3 separate regions of the Mus musculus genome follow, and all the other regions are linked to region 1. Evidence: chromatin contacts called from public Hi-C and HiChIP or PLAC-seq data. All regions are on one chromosome and are shown on one strand. Each heading gives the region's core, a stretch centred on a gene start, on an enhancer-like site or on the middle of the called end of the contact. The rest is flanking DNA. Distances are from core to core; before and after follow the strand shown. Region 1 holds the start of Osgin1 (oxidative stress induced growth inhibitor 1). Region 2 overlaps Usp10 (ubiquitin specific peptidase 10). Region 3 overlaps Atp2c2 (ATPase, Ca++ transporting, type 2C, member 2).

Evidence for each region. A called contact is a pair of places that touch in the nucleus more often than the background predicts. HiChIP or PLAC-seq counts read pairs in DNA pulled down with a chosen protein or histone mark.
Region 2: a contact with region 1 is called in a Hi-C map of regulatory T cells, with 4 times the contacts expected there. The contact joins the enhancer-like site here to the promoter of Osgin1 in region 1. A contact is called at or near these places in 5 of 39 promoter capture datasets (frontonasal cranial neural crest, hippocampal neurons, liver and 2 more), 1 of 484 Hi-C or Micro-C datasets (regulatory T cells), 1 of 115 datasets of contacts at active chromatin or transcription factors (thymic regulatory T cells) and 1 of 9 other capture datasets (embryonic stem cells).
Region 3: a contact with region 1 is called in a FOXA1 HiChIP or PLAC-seq map of pancreatic cancer cells. The contact joins the enhancer-like site here to the promoter of Osgin1 in region 1. A contact is called at or near these places in 6 of 39 promoter capture datasets (cranial neural crest, embryonic stem cells, hippocampal neurons and 2 more) and 2 of 115 datasets of contacts at active chromatin or transcription factors (memory CD8 T cells and pancreatic cancer cells).

What each region holds. Positions count from the first base shown.
Region 1 is chr8:119,434,661-119,438,858 of GRCm38.p6, forward strand. Osgin1 (oxidative stress induced growth inhibitor 1) reads left to right here and starts at 2,487. Exons shown (of 6, transcript NM_027950.2): 1 at 2,487-2,633.
Region 2 is chr8:119,944,549-119,948,746 of GRCm38.p6, forward strand. Usp10 (ubiquitin specific peptidase 10) reads left to right here. Exons shown (of 14, transcript NM_009462.2): 5 at 2,527-2,618; 6 at 3,153-3,262; 7 at 3,870-3,925; 8 at 4,131-4,198. Among named protein-coding and RNA genes, the nearest start is that of Usp10, 36 kb to the left of the region's middle. Within about 2 kb of position 1,918, at least 38 of the 459 cell types and tissues checked have an H3K27ac peak or open chromatin away from gene starts, as enhancers often do. A contact at or near this core is called in regulatory T cells and thymic regulatory T cells, where this site is marked.
Region 3 is chr8:119,741,846-119,746,043 of GRCm38.p6, forward strand. Atp2c2 (ATPase, Ca++ transporting, type 2C, member 2) reads left to right here. Exons shown (of 27, transcript NM_026922.1): 12 at 485-609; 13 at 748-845; 14 at 2,473-2,574; 15 at 3,669-3,758. Among named protein-coding and RNA genes, the nearest start is that of Meak7, 34 kb to the right of the region's middle. Within about 2 kb of position 1,891, at least 30 of the 459 cell types and tissues checked have an H3K27ac peak or open chromatin away from gene starts, as enhancers often do. A contact at or near this core is called in pancreatic cancer cells, where this site is marked.

The sequences.
Region 1 (4,198 bases), core at 1,237-3,736:
CTCTGCATCCCTGACAGTGCCCTTTGTCCTGCTTCCTGTGGCATCTCTATCTATCTTCATCTTGATGGTTCTGCTGTTGATAACGCTGGACAGGTAAACACGGAAGGAGGAGAAAGTCCACCAATGCCTGCCAGCCAGCTTCACCTACAGGGCCATGGCCGGGACCAGCCGGGAGAAAGGCCAGTCCCTCCTTCCTGGCTTTCCAGGCCTGGTCCCTGGCCTCCTCCAGTTTCCCCCTGAACAGCTGAGCCTCCAAAGCAGAAGTCGCTGGCCCTGGGTTCATGCTCTCTCTGGCTCAGTTTACATATCCAAAAGCATGGGTAGGTTGCCACCAAGCACTGTGGGATGTGAAAGCATACATGGGTGACAATGGGGACAGGGTGCAGCCAGACCCGCCTATGCCCTGCAACCACGCTCCAGCGCTCAGGATCTCCCCTCCTGAGTTCAGAGCCCCACTCCAGGCCTGATGTGTGGGAAGGACACTTTAAGACCATAGATGTCCACAGAGGGTCTCACCCCAGGTCTCAAAAACACACCCGCAGAGAGCAGCAGCCTGTAGCAGGGATCTCTGAAGTTTCTGTTACCGAGCCCGGGCTTAAACGAAGCCTCTAAGGGTACCTCAGCACTAAAGGGAGTGTCTCAGCAGAAGAGCTAAACCCAAGGCAGCTCCCATTCAGGCTAGGGAAAGCTGCCCAGCCTAGTGGAAAAGGGACATGCAGAATGCATGGTCCTTGTTTTAAAAGAAATGACCAAGAATGTTAAGGAGACACCAGAGCATTAAACCAAGATTCTGACCACAAAGCCCTAAGCAAAAATTGCAGCCCAGGATCCCCCAGGGGAGCAGTAGCTTCTAGGACCAGATCCTTGAGCCGTGCCTGACCTTTCCCTTAAACCCAGGTCAGCAGCCAGCCTTGCCCACTCTGCCTCCTAACTACTCACCCCAGGATGGCGTCCCTCTTCACCCACCCCTGCAGGATGTGCCCCTCCGCCAGTTTATGGTGCACTAGGTACTCCCCGGGGAACAGACTCTCCCATTGAGACTGCTGGCACAGACTAGGGCTCAGGGGTTCCGTGTGTTTAGCAGTCCTGGGGACTGAAGCCAGGGCTTTGAGCATGTTGGGCAAGTGTTCTCCACTGAGCCATCTCCCAGCCCCGAGCCCAGGGTTTGAACATATCAGTGCACAATGGTACTTGGCCTTCAACCTAGGGTCTCATGCAATGCTAGGCACAGGTTCTACTGATCTATTCCCCAAAACCTATATGCGGTATTTTGAATAATCATTCTTTTAATCCAAGAAAAACAAAATATCATTTTTTAAATCAAAATGCTGTGCTAGCAGCCAAGACTCTTGCAGCCGAAGGATGTTCCACGAGGTGGGCCCAAGGACCCCGTCTTTCTTTACAACTCTGAAGTTTTCTTTTTCTGGAATTTGTATTCTTTACTTAATTTTTTTTCTTTAGAAAATTGTACCAAAGTGTCACTTTGTTTAATGAGTTCCTTTTTTTTTTTTAAAGAATTGTTTATGTAATATATATGAGTGTTCTGTCTTCAGACATACCAGAAGAGGGCATCAAATCCCATTACAGATGGTTGTGAGCCACCATGTGGTTGCTGAGAATTGAACTCAGAATCTCTGGAAGAGCAGCCAGTGCTCTTAATCGCTGAGTAGTCTCTTGGGTACTTAGAGTGAGAGCCTGACACTCCCCCCCCACCGCCCCTCCCCAGTTCTGGTCCTGGTGGTAGAGTGACAGCTGATCAGGACAGGAACAATGGCCACCAAGGTGAGTGCACCGACCTAAACCACTGCCCAACTTCCTTCTCTTGAGCCAAGGCTCCATATGGAAAAGCGCTATTCCAGACCCAGTGTGCAGTAAGGGATGTCTCCCTAGGACCCAGCTTCCGTTCACGGACCACAAGAACCGGCCAGCAGACTGGCGTGACCCCCTACAGGAAGAGAAGTCTATAAGGACCAGGGAGGACGGACACACACTCACATGCGCATGCACGCACACATGAGGGAGTCCAACTCAACCCCACTTTTCAGATGGGGAAACTGAGGTTTGTTCAGAGTCTCCAACCAGGAAGTCGCTGAGTGGGAGTTGTCGGGGTTGACCAGTGACTGAGGGTTTTTTCTGCACACACCCGTGTCCCCTCTCCCCACACGCTGGGGTGGGAAGTGAGTGGAAGATCAGAGCTTTCTGGAGTTCAGAAGCCAGCTGGCCAGCTATTTCTCAGAAGCCTACCACTCACTGGTAAGGAAGAGACCTAGTGGTCTCTTTCAAGATTCCCTAGTTCCTCCTTCAAACTGAACCCGGGAAGGGAGGAACTGGCCAGCAGGGGCCCTTTAAGACTGGCCAGGGCCAAGTTCATTCACCCAGGGGCCCCTGCTGACTCACGCTTATGAAAGTGATTTTCCTGGTCCCGCCCCTGCCTCCGCCTCCTCCCTGCCCCGCTGTGAAATACCCCTGCTAGCCTTGGGCCTCGCACAGCCTCTGGGATCCCCAGGGCTAATGGGCATCCTGTTCTTGCAGCAGGGCACCGTGACAAAGTCTCTCACCGTGTGACCAAGTTCCTCTGAGTGTCCAGACAACCCAGGCTCACCAGCTCCCTCCAGCTATCTACCATCCATCAGGTGAGTGGTCCGGGCAAGGCTGTGGGTGGGAAACAATAGCTATGGGGCAAGGGTGGGCAGACGGGGGTCAGGAAAGCCGGGGTGTACACTGACTGGTCCTGAGGAGGACTCTGGGAGTCCTCCCTGCACCTCCAGCGATGGCCATGGTTAAGTGTCTGGGACACTCTCCCCCAGCGGCCCCTGGCTTAGCAGCCTAATCCTAACTCGTGAAATAGCTGTTCCGGCAGGAAGGAGCATGGGTAGCCTTGCTCCTTCGAGGCACCAATGGCCACTGTGTCTCCAGCCTGGCGAGGTGCTCCAGTGGGTCCTAGGTACCAGGCTCAGACAAGCACAGCCGAGGGTTCCTGGGTACTCGGTTTACGGAAGGTGCGGTGGAGAAAGTGGTGGACCGTGGAGGTTGGGCCATCAGGCACCCTTGGGCCCAGGTGGAGCAGGCACTTGGAACGAGGGTTCACTGTGACTAAGGCCAGGTAACACTTGGCTGACTGCACACTTCCTCCTGCCCCAGGGCTTTGTGTCACTAGCAGCTGTCACTGCTACCTGTTGCTTTATTTGGGAATGGAGGGGAAAGGATCCCAAACGAGGCTGTCTAGGACCTAGACGAGATGTCCCCTCCCCTTCCATTTTCCCCAACCTCAGTTTCATTCATGAAGTGGGGATAAGAAACCCCCAGCTCTTGGGGGTGGTGGTGGCATTTTTAGAGACAAATGGTATATGGTTCCCAGCCCTCCCTGGCATGACGATTTCATAACCTTAGAAATGTCTGCAGTGTTACACCAGGGCAACTATCGCCACTTCTGAGAAACTCATTTTTTATGTGCTCATACCTGTGGGGTCAGAGGTCGATGGCTAGCGTCTTCCTCAGTCACTGTCCACACCTTCTTTTTCATTCTATTATCACTATCATTATTATTATTATTGCTAGAGAGAGCACAAGAACACGTGTAGAAATCAGACAGCCACCCCTCCCCCCCCCCCCCGCCAGGAGTCAGGGGTCAGGGGTCAGCTTTCTCCTTCCATCTTTATGTGAGTGCTGCCTGCCCATAAGTCACTGCCCTTGTACAACAAGTTACCTGCAGGGCCACTTCCCTCCAGGCTTCCCTCTCCTGGACTGAACCTGGAGCCTGTCATTCAGCTCTCTGGCGGGTGATCTCCAGGGGCCCTCCTGTGTTTGTCTCTCCAGACCTAGGATTACAGACATCTGCTTTTGACAGGAGTGTGGAGAATCTGAACTCAGTTCCTCACGGTTAGGCAAGCACTTTACCCACGGAGCCATCTCCCTGGCCCCTTAAATCAACAACTTGAGAACGTTATTTTTTTTTTCTATCAGCATTGCCCAACCAGAGAGACTCCGAAATATGCCAGTACTTTTAAAAACTGGTTATTCTAGCCTGGAGGTGGTGGCAGCTTTCTCTTGTAATATGAGTGGTTGGGAGGTGCAGGCAGGAGGGTCAGCAGTTCAAGGCCTGCCAAGGCTTATTCTAGTTTCAAGCCAGCCTGGACTACATGAGACCCTGTCTTAAACAAAATGAGCAGCTTACCCCAATTCTACAAACTGAGGCCCC
Region 2 (4,198 bases), core at 668-3,167, 510 kb after region 1:
AGGTCTGCTTGCGTGCAGGTTTTGAACAGACCACTGGGTGGCGCTAAGAGACAGGCTCACTATCTTGGAAAATGGAACCTGCTGGTTCTAGAAGAGGACCATGCAGAAATGAGCCTTGAACATGTGGTTTCCCAGTTGGGAAGGAGTTGATTAGAGCTGGCTTCAGATTGGATTGCATTCTCCTGTGTCACCTGTGGGAGCCCCCAGGCTGTTGAGGTCACTCTGGTCCACAGAGGTTTGTTCTAGGGCTTAGCGCAACCCGCTTACCCAATTCCCTTTTGAAAAGGAATTAGCTCTGTCACATGTGGTGCTGGGTTCTTTTTTACACTGATGCAGCACACCCACACCACTAGTCTTACGGTGTGTGTGTTTTCACGTATGTGTGAGTGGGTGTGCATGCTTGCCAAAGGCATCTCGTGGTGTCAGAGTCAGCTTTTAGGGAGCAAGGTCTTACTTTCACCTATCTTGTCTTTAAAGCAGTGTCTTTTGTTTCTGCCACTTCACTGCATACTGTACCCAGGTCAGGTACCCACAAATTTGGGGAGATTCTCGCCTTAGCCTGCAGTCTCTCTGTAGCCCTGGAACTAACTTGCTGTGTAGTGATCATGAACTCCTGATGCCCACCGTTGCCTCCGAAGTGCCGGGATTACAGGCAAGCGTCATCACATAGGTCTCTCATTTTTTAAAAATGTGGCCCAGTCAGTGCCCGTGCCAAAGCAGGTGTGAATATCATGGTACCCCACCCCTTCCGACCTTCAACTGACGCAAGAAGGCTTTGCCTTCACTAGGAAAACAGAATTTTCTCCGCCCATGTGGCTCTAACTCCTGGGCCAGGCATCCCACTGAGCAGTGTACACTGGCTTCCACCTTCTTACCCAGATCTCTGGCTTGCTTCTTCATATTGATACCATTAGTCTGCACCCTGAACCTGAAGGTTGTGCGTGACCGTGGGAGTATTGGGACTGCAGCACGCTGATACCTATGTGTAAGTCGCCATTCAGTGTTCATACTTCCTGCTGTCCTTTATGTTACTCCGGATAGACAGACACCTTTCCCCCACTGCCTATTTTCTGATGTCTGCGCCTCCAGTCATCTAGCTGTTCTCTTGGTATATCTGTAGGTGAAGCATACTCCCCAGACTCTTTTACAGTCTGTGGTGCTGTCCGGGACAGTGAGCCCTTCATTACCTGTCTGAGCTGGCCTGGAGCGGGGCTAGTTGCAGGCTTGGGTGCACGCGGGATGCATTAGCTGTTCTTACAGAGGTCAGCCATGGTAGGAAGACCTAGCTTCTAATTCTGTAAAAGCTTGCCACACCGTTGATGGCTGCTGTAGAGCCTGTGGTGTTGCTTTGGGGTGTGTTTTTGTTTGAACACACAGGTTTGGAGGTTACTGTGATCATTGCTGTACTATGGATCCTTGTTTAGCCCAAGAACAGGTGGCAGAAGGCAGTGGGAGGGGGAAAGAGGGCGTCCCGCCTTACATAATATTTAAAAACATTTCTTCCTTAGACTTATTTGTTCCTTCTGTGCTTGCAAGCATGTTTGTGTGTATGTACAAGTGTGTGTGCTTGTGAGGTCAGGCTGTGGAAGTTGGTTGTGTTTCTACCACAAGGGGCTGTGAACTCAGATCATCAGGCCTGGCAGCAAGTGCTAGGAACGGCTGAGCCCACCAGGTAGACCCACAGTTGTATCTGGCTCAGTGCTGTGACTTCAGTTTTCTCATCTGTAAGAGGAGGTGTCAGAGTCCCTTTTTGGCAGAGTTATGACTATGCAGTTGAGTGTTACTGGACAGCTCCAGGACTGGTGGGAGCTGTCAGCATGCGTCTTCCTGTCTTAGATCTGCACACCTTTCACTAAGGGGCTGCTCTCAGTGGCTGTGTCTGGTGCTTCTCTGGAGCCTGTAATGGTTTAGTTTCTCAGATAAAGTGATCTATGGGAGCCACATCAAGCCACCCACTGTGCTTCCTCAGCTTACAGCTTTCTTAAAGCTGTAAAAAAGTGGTTTCCGGGGTGTCAGGAGAGAAGCCCCACCCACTTCTGAATGGAGTGAGGAGTTAGTGGACCAATGGCTGATCTCACTTCCATGATTGGCAGGAGCTGCTGCTGTCACTTAATACTCGGCCATTGAGCGCCCACTGTGGTCTGCCGGGTTTTCTGGGAGCCCGGTGGCACACTCCTGCCCCACAGTCCCTTTGAAGCTGGTATCCAGAGGACTTAGCAGCTGGTGAAGCATGCTGTCAGCCTTGGTGGGGATGCCAGTGTCTTCCACCTCCGCTCTCTGCTGCTAGCTATTGTGTCGGTGTCTCTGGCCATGGAGCGTCCTAGTGTAAACTGAGAGGATAACTGTAAATGTTGATGTTCAAGACAACTGCCCCCCACCCCTGCACCCCAACTTAGTAACAAAGCGGTGCTAAGTGAAGGCTTTCGGAGGACACGCTCTTCTGAAGGACTCTCAGCACTTCAGAAACGCCGTGCATGGATTCTGACTGCAATGTTAATGTCTTCATTTGCTTCTTCACTCTTGCAGAGTTATTGGAGACTGTAACCCTAATACATAAGCCAGTGTCATTGCAACCCCGTGGGCTGATCAATAAAGGAAACTGGTGCTACATTAATGCCGTATCCTTCCTGGCTGCCAACCCTGCGCCTGGCCACCATGCCCACTCTCCCGTCTGGGTGTGTTTGATTGCCGCAGCGTCCCCAGGGCTGCCGGCCTGCGCTCTGAGCACGGAGACTGGGCCATCACTCTGCCTGCCTCATGGTCGGTGGTACTCTGGAGCCTCTCCGCCCTCTGTCCGAGGATTGATCTGTTGGCTTATGAAGGGTAGAGTCGGGCATGTTCTATTCTCATTGGAGTGGTGGTAGACAGTAGGACAGAATGGCCGCGTAGAACTAGAGGCTTTGCTCTAACTAGTGGGAGTGTTTTGTTCAGCTAGCTAGGCTCTTGAGTGTCCTGCAGCCGGCCGACAGAGAGAGGATCCTTACATGGCCTTTACAAGGCAGCTGTCTTCTCATGTGGTTTACTCCTCTTTGTGTTTACATATCCACGTAGCTGAGTGTCCTTGGCTTATCTTTTTTTTTTTTTTACGTGCCTTTTAGAAAAGTTCCTCTGTGTCTGTTTCATTTCCTTTACACTTCCTTACCGACATTTAGACCCTGCAGGCATTGGTGGCTTGCCCTCCGATGTATCACCTGATGAAGTTCATTCCTCTGTACTCAAAAGTGCAGCGGCCTTGCACATCAACGCCCATGATAGATAGCTTGTAAGTAAAGCGCTCGCACACGTGCCAGTGGTCGGGGGCTCTCCCTGCGGTGATGGGAACGAGCGGTTTGGCCGAGCAGGTGCTCCCGGGGCTGACGCCAGCTCTCAGTTCTTGATTTGCTACAGACGAGTGCTCCACCATCTCCCCCGCCCTGCTCTTAAGTTCATGTGAATGCGTGCTTTGCCTGCATACATGTAAGGGCACATGCCACGTGTGGGCAGTGGCGGTCAGAAGACTTTGGACCCCCTGAACCTGGAATTACAGCTACTTGTGAGCTGGCAGTGGGTATTGAGAACTGAACCCTGGTCCCTTGTAAGAGCAACAAGTCTCTGAACTCCAGCCTCTGGAATTCTCCTTTAAAGGGAGATGTTGTTGGGATTTTCTATGGAAGTTGATGTGGAATATAACTGGAGAGTTTGCTGCCCTTCAGATTCCGTAGGAAACCCCGTACTGTTTACCAGCTTAAAATGCCATCTGGAAATGGTCCCATAACATGTGTAGATTTTAACATAAGAGCTCCTGGGTGCTGTTCTAGCTGCTGGTTAATGTGCCACCGTGCCCAGGCCTGCTCCTAACGTGAGTTCTGCTTTGCTCTTTCTCCATCTAGTGTTCGGCTCATGAATGAGTTCACTAACATGCCAGTGCCTCCCAAACCCCGCCAAGGTGAGTCAGAGCTCGCGCCGGGATAGGCGCCTTGTCACTGGGGACACGGAGCGAGGGGGTGGCGTGTGGTGAATGTGTGGTCTTACTGAAAAAAGTGTCTATTTAAACCAAGGTGTTTTCCCCGTGTGATGGGAGTTTGGGTGGATTTGCTTTCACCTCTCTGTGGTCTCTTTACTTACCAGAATCTTCTGTTTTTTTCTTGCAGCTCTCGGGGATAAAATCGTGAGAGATATCCGCCCAGGGGCTGCCTTTGAACCCACATACATATACAGA
Region 3 (4,198 bases), core at 641-3,140, 310 kb after region 1:
CAGAAACTCTACCTCATAAGGGAGAATGGTTGAAATGCTAAAAGATGCAGCAGGCATCAATTCACACTAACATGACTGGAGAGTCACAGTTTACCAAGGATGTGGTCAGGGCAGAAATAGTGAAGGAGACCAGTGCATCGTGGGATTAGAAATTGAATAGAGGGCTGGCGAGATGGCTCAGTGGTTAAGAGCACTGACTTCTCTTCCAGAGGTCCTGAGTTCAAAATCCCTGCAACCACATGGTGGCTCACAACCATCTGTAATGAATCTGACACCCTCTTCTGGTGCGTCTGAAGACAGCTACAGTGTACTTATGTATAATAATAAATACATCTTTTTACAAAGAAAAGAAAAAAAGAAATTGAATAGAATAAAATGTTCACCAGGGACAAAGACTAGCTTCGCTAGATGAAATCCCCACCAGCGCCACTGATATTCATATCACCCTTTGGTGTGTTAAGTCTGGTTCGACTTTTCTACCCAGCCTGGCGGTGGCAGCCATTCCAGAGGGGCTGCCCATCGTTGTCATGGTGACACTGGTCCTGGGGGTGCTGCGGATGGCGAAGAAGCGGGTCATCGTGAAGAAGCTGCCCATTGTAGAGACTCTTGGTGAGGGCTCTCCCTCCCATGCAGACTGAGTCAGGGAGGCGGTGTGGGGTTGGACTGTATGAACCCGGGGCTTAAAGCATGTATGTCACCCAGACCTGGTGACAGCTCATCTCTCTAAACCTGTCTCTTTGGTGCCAGGTTGCTGTAATGTCATCTGCTCTGACAAGACAGGCACTCTGACAGCCAACGAAATGACAGCCACTCAGCTTGTCACATCTGATGGGTTCCATGCCGAGGTAAGTCTCATGTTCTCTCGCAAGGCAGGAGACCAAGGTGTGCCCTGCCAGCCCTCTCCTGCCCAGGGAAATGACAAGAGTCCTCTGGAACAACAAGGAAGAAATAAACACCTTGGGGGTTGGTCTAAGAAAGTATTGTGACCAATTTAAGATGGCCTCTTTGATTTGATTTATTTATTTATTTATTCATTTATTTTCAACTCTGAGACCCACCTGCCTCAGTCTCCTGAGTGCTGGGATTAAAGGCACAGACCACCACCGCTCTGCTCCTCTCTGATTTTTTTTTAATTGTCAAATTTTACTTTTTATATTTTTGCAGGATGGAACCCAGGGTCTCCCTCCATGCTAGACAGGCACAGTACTATTGAACCACACTCCCAGCCCCTCATTAACATCCCAGCCCGATTTTGCAGTACTGAGAATCACCGGGCATGCTGGGAAAACACTCTGCTACTGAGCTGTACTCCCTGGCTCCTGGTTCAATTTTATTTGGAGACAAGGTCTTACTTTGTAGCCAAGCTGACTTTGAACTTGAGATCACCTGTCTCGGCCTCTCTAGTAGCTAGGACGACAGGCTTGATCCTCTAGGCCTGTCTGCCTTGGAGCTTTTTTTGAAACAAAGTTTCACTCTGTAGCCTGGGCTGGGGTGTGCTGAAGTCACTGTGTAGCCCAGGATTTACTGCGTAGTAAATCTCTTGTCTCAGCTTACCATATGATGGAGTTCCAGGCATGAGGCACCACACCCAGCTCTTTACAAAATTTAAAGGCTACAGAAGGACCTGTCACCACCCATGACAAACTGACCCTGAGTCACTGTTCTCTGTCTCTCCCAGGGCACAGCTGTACGCTCCCTTAACCAGCAGTTTGGGGTATGGATATTTTTCTGTGGAGCTTTCCAGAGCAAAGGGTCACCAAGTGGGGGCTCTCAGGCCATGGCCTGCTCTTGTCAATAAAATATTCTTCTCCCCCCGCCCATACGCCACCCCCCACGTTTTAAAGATTATATGTGTGCGTGTCTATACGCCTGTGTGCCAGTGTATACACATAAATGCAGTGACCTTAGAGGCCACAAGAAGGCAATGGAGTCCCCCATCCCACCCCCAAGCTGGTGTTACAAGCAGTTTGAAGCCATCTAGTGGTGGTGCTGGGAACTGAATGTGGGTCCCTTATAAGACCACTCTTAGCCACTGGCCACCCCTCGGGCCACCTCTCAATAACACTGTCTTGGCACGCTGCCCACGCCGATCTGTAAACGTTACATGGCTGGCTGCTTTTCAGCCCCATCTTGCACCGTCTTCACTGATAGAGGTTTATGAGCTGCAGAAGGCTCAGTGTTTCCTCTTGGCTTAGGGTACAGTTTCTTCTAAGCCCTCTCTATATGCACCTCAGCTTGTGTGACCCTTGTGTAGCCACAGCCTCCACCAGGAGCACTTGTAGCCGATTGCCGTAGTACACGCAACCTCCACCATAAGGGAAGGAGTCTGGGCAGCCGACAGTCTGCAGGGTTACCCTCATGTGTAGGCTTATGACTTTGGGGTAGACCCTAGGAGAGGGAACTTATGCCATCCAGGGTTTCGGGGGTAGGGAGGTAGGCTCTTGATGACACCCTCCTGCCATGTCCTTCCAGGTCAGTGGTGTCGGATACAGCGGAGAAGGGACTGTGTGCCTTCTGCCATCTAAGGAAGTAATCAAAGGATTTGACAACGTGTCAGTGGGGAAGCTGGTGGAGGTGAGAATTGGGTGGTGGCTGTAGTGGAACAGTGTGTGGCTTGCCTGAAATGAAGCGGGATGACTGGCTGACCTCAGGGGGTCCCTTCTGACGGACATCACTCCTAAGTGGATAGGAAGGCAAAGGGGAAAGGAAGGCTGGAACCTGGCTGGGCTCCTGAGTGGAGATCTCGGTCCTCCTCCACTTAAGTCATCTGCCCTCTCTGTGTGACAGGCAGCCTCCAGGAAGTCAGAGTCTCCCTCCTCCCCAGCAGTCCTCCCTCTCACATGGGTCCTGCTGCCTTCTCTCCCTTCCCCTCAGCCCCCTCAGCTCCAGCCTTACAGATTCAGGAACAAAGTCAGAGTCACCCCTGGAGGGCTGAGCTCAGCCCCAGTGCAGCAGAGAAGTGGCCATTGTTCATGCTTAGTCAGTTTCTTATCTAGATCTCGCCCTCCCTAAGCTTGTTGCTGCAGAACACTTCCATAAAAGCCTGTGGCTTAGTGATGTCTGCTCAACCTCCTGTGTGTAGTCACCGCCACTCTCCAGCGCCAGAGCATGGTGTCACTCCAAGTAGAGACCCTACTAGCGGTCACTGCCACCCCACCACCCCACCTCAGACCCCAGGCCACCTGTGCCAGGTGCTCCGCTATGACAGCTTCAGGGAGCAGCACTCCTCCTAAGCCATTTCCTATCCTGGTGGTACAGGCCTGGCATCCCGAGAGATGCACTGCAATCGCCGCAATCATTGCAATGCAGAGTTTTCTCTGGCATTGCGAGAGAACTGCAAGTTCAAGGCCAGCCTGGGCAACTTAGCCAGCCCTACCTCAAAATGTAAAATCAAAAAACTAAAACTAAGTCTGGGGTACGGTTCGGTGGGAGAAGCCTTGCCCAGCATGTGAGAGGCGCTGAGTTCCAGTCCTGAGTGTGGGGGAGGGGAGGGGAGCACACACCTGTGTGTGTCTGGGTCACTGGCTGATTTAAAGGACACTCTCATAGCCTGGCCCAGCGGTAAGGCCATGCCTGCAGGGCCCAGCCTTTTCATGGTGCGAGTGAGCCCAGGGTGGGTGCTGCTTCCCAATACTGACTGCAGATATTGCTACCCTCCCCACCTTCAGGCAGGCTGCGTGGCCAACAACGCTGTCATCAGGAAGAACGCCGTAATGGGGCAGCCCACAGAAGGGGCCTTGGTGGTGCTGGCCATGAAGGTAAGAGGTCAGAAGAGGGTGTTAGTGTCTTCTGTGACTCTCCACTTGTTCCCTTGAGACAGGGTCTGCCAGGCTGGCAGCGAGCAGGCTCCAGAAATCTTCCTGTTACCCTCCCTATCCCCAACAGCACAGGGGTGACAACACATGCAACCACTCACTGGCCTAGAAGTTTTGGTTCTAGAGAGGGAAGAACTCTCCCACCCCCACCCCCAGGAGCCATGACAAACATTCCACTGAAGTGGAAGCTCAGCCTTCTGCTTGGCCATTGTGAGTTTCTGGTACCCAGAAGGCAACAGCCTAAGAAAGGAGTAACAGTGTTAGGAGGGCTGACTGATCCCCATAACCAAGGGGAAACGTTTGCCTCCCCACAATGGAAGTGAGGAAGATTACGTCTGGAGTGGAGCAGATCTTTTAGGGGGTCTCTCGGTGCTACCGTGTCC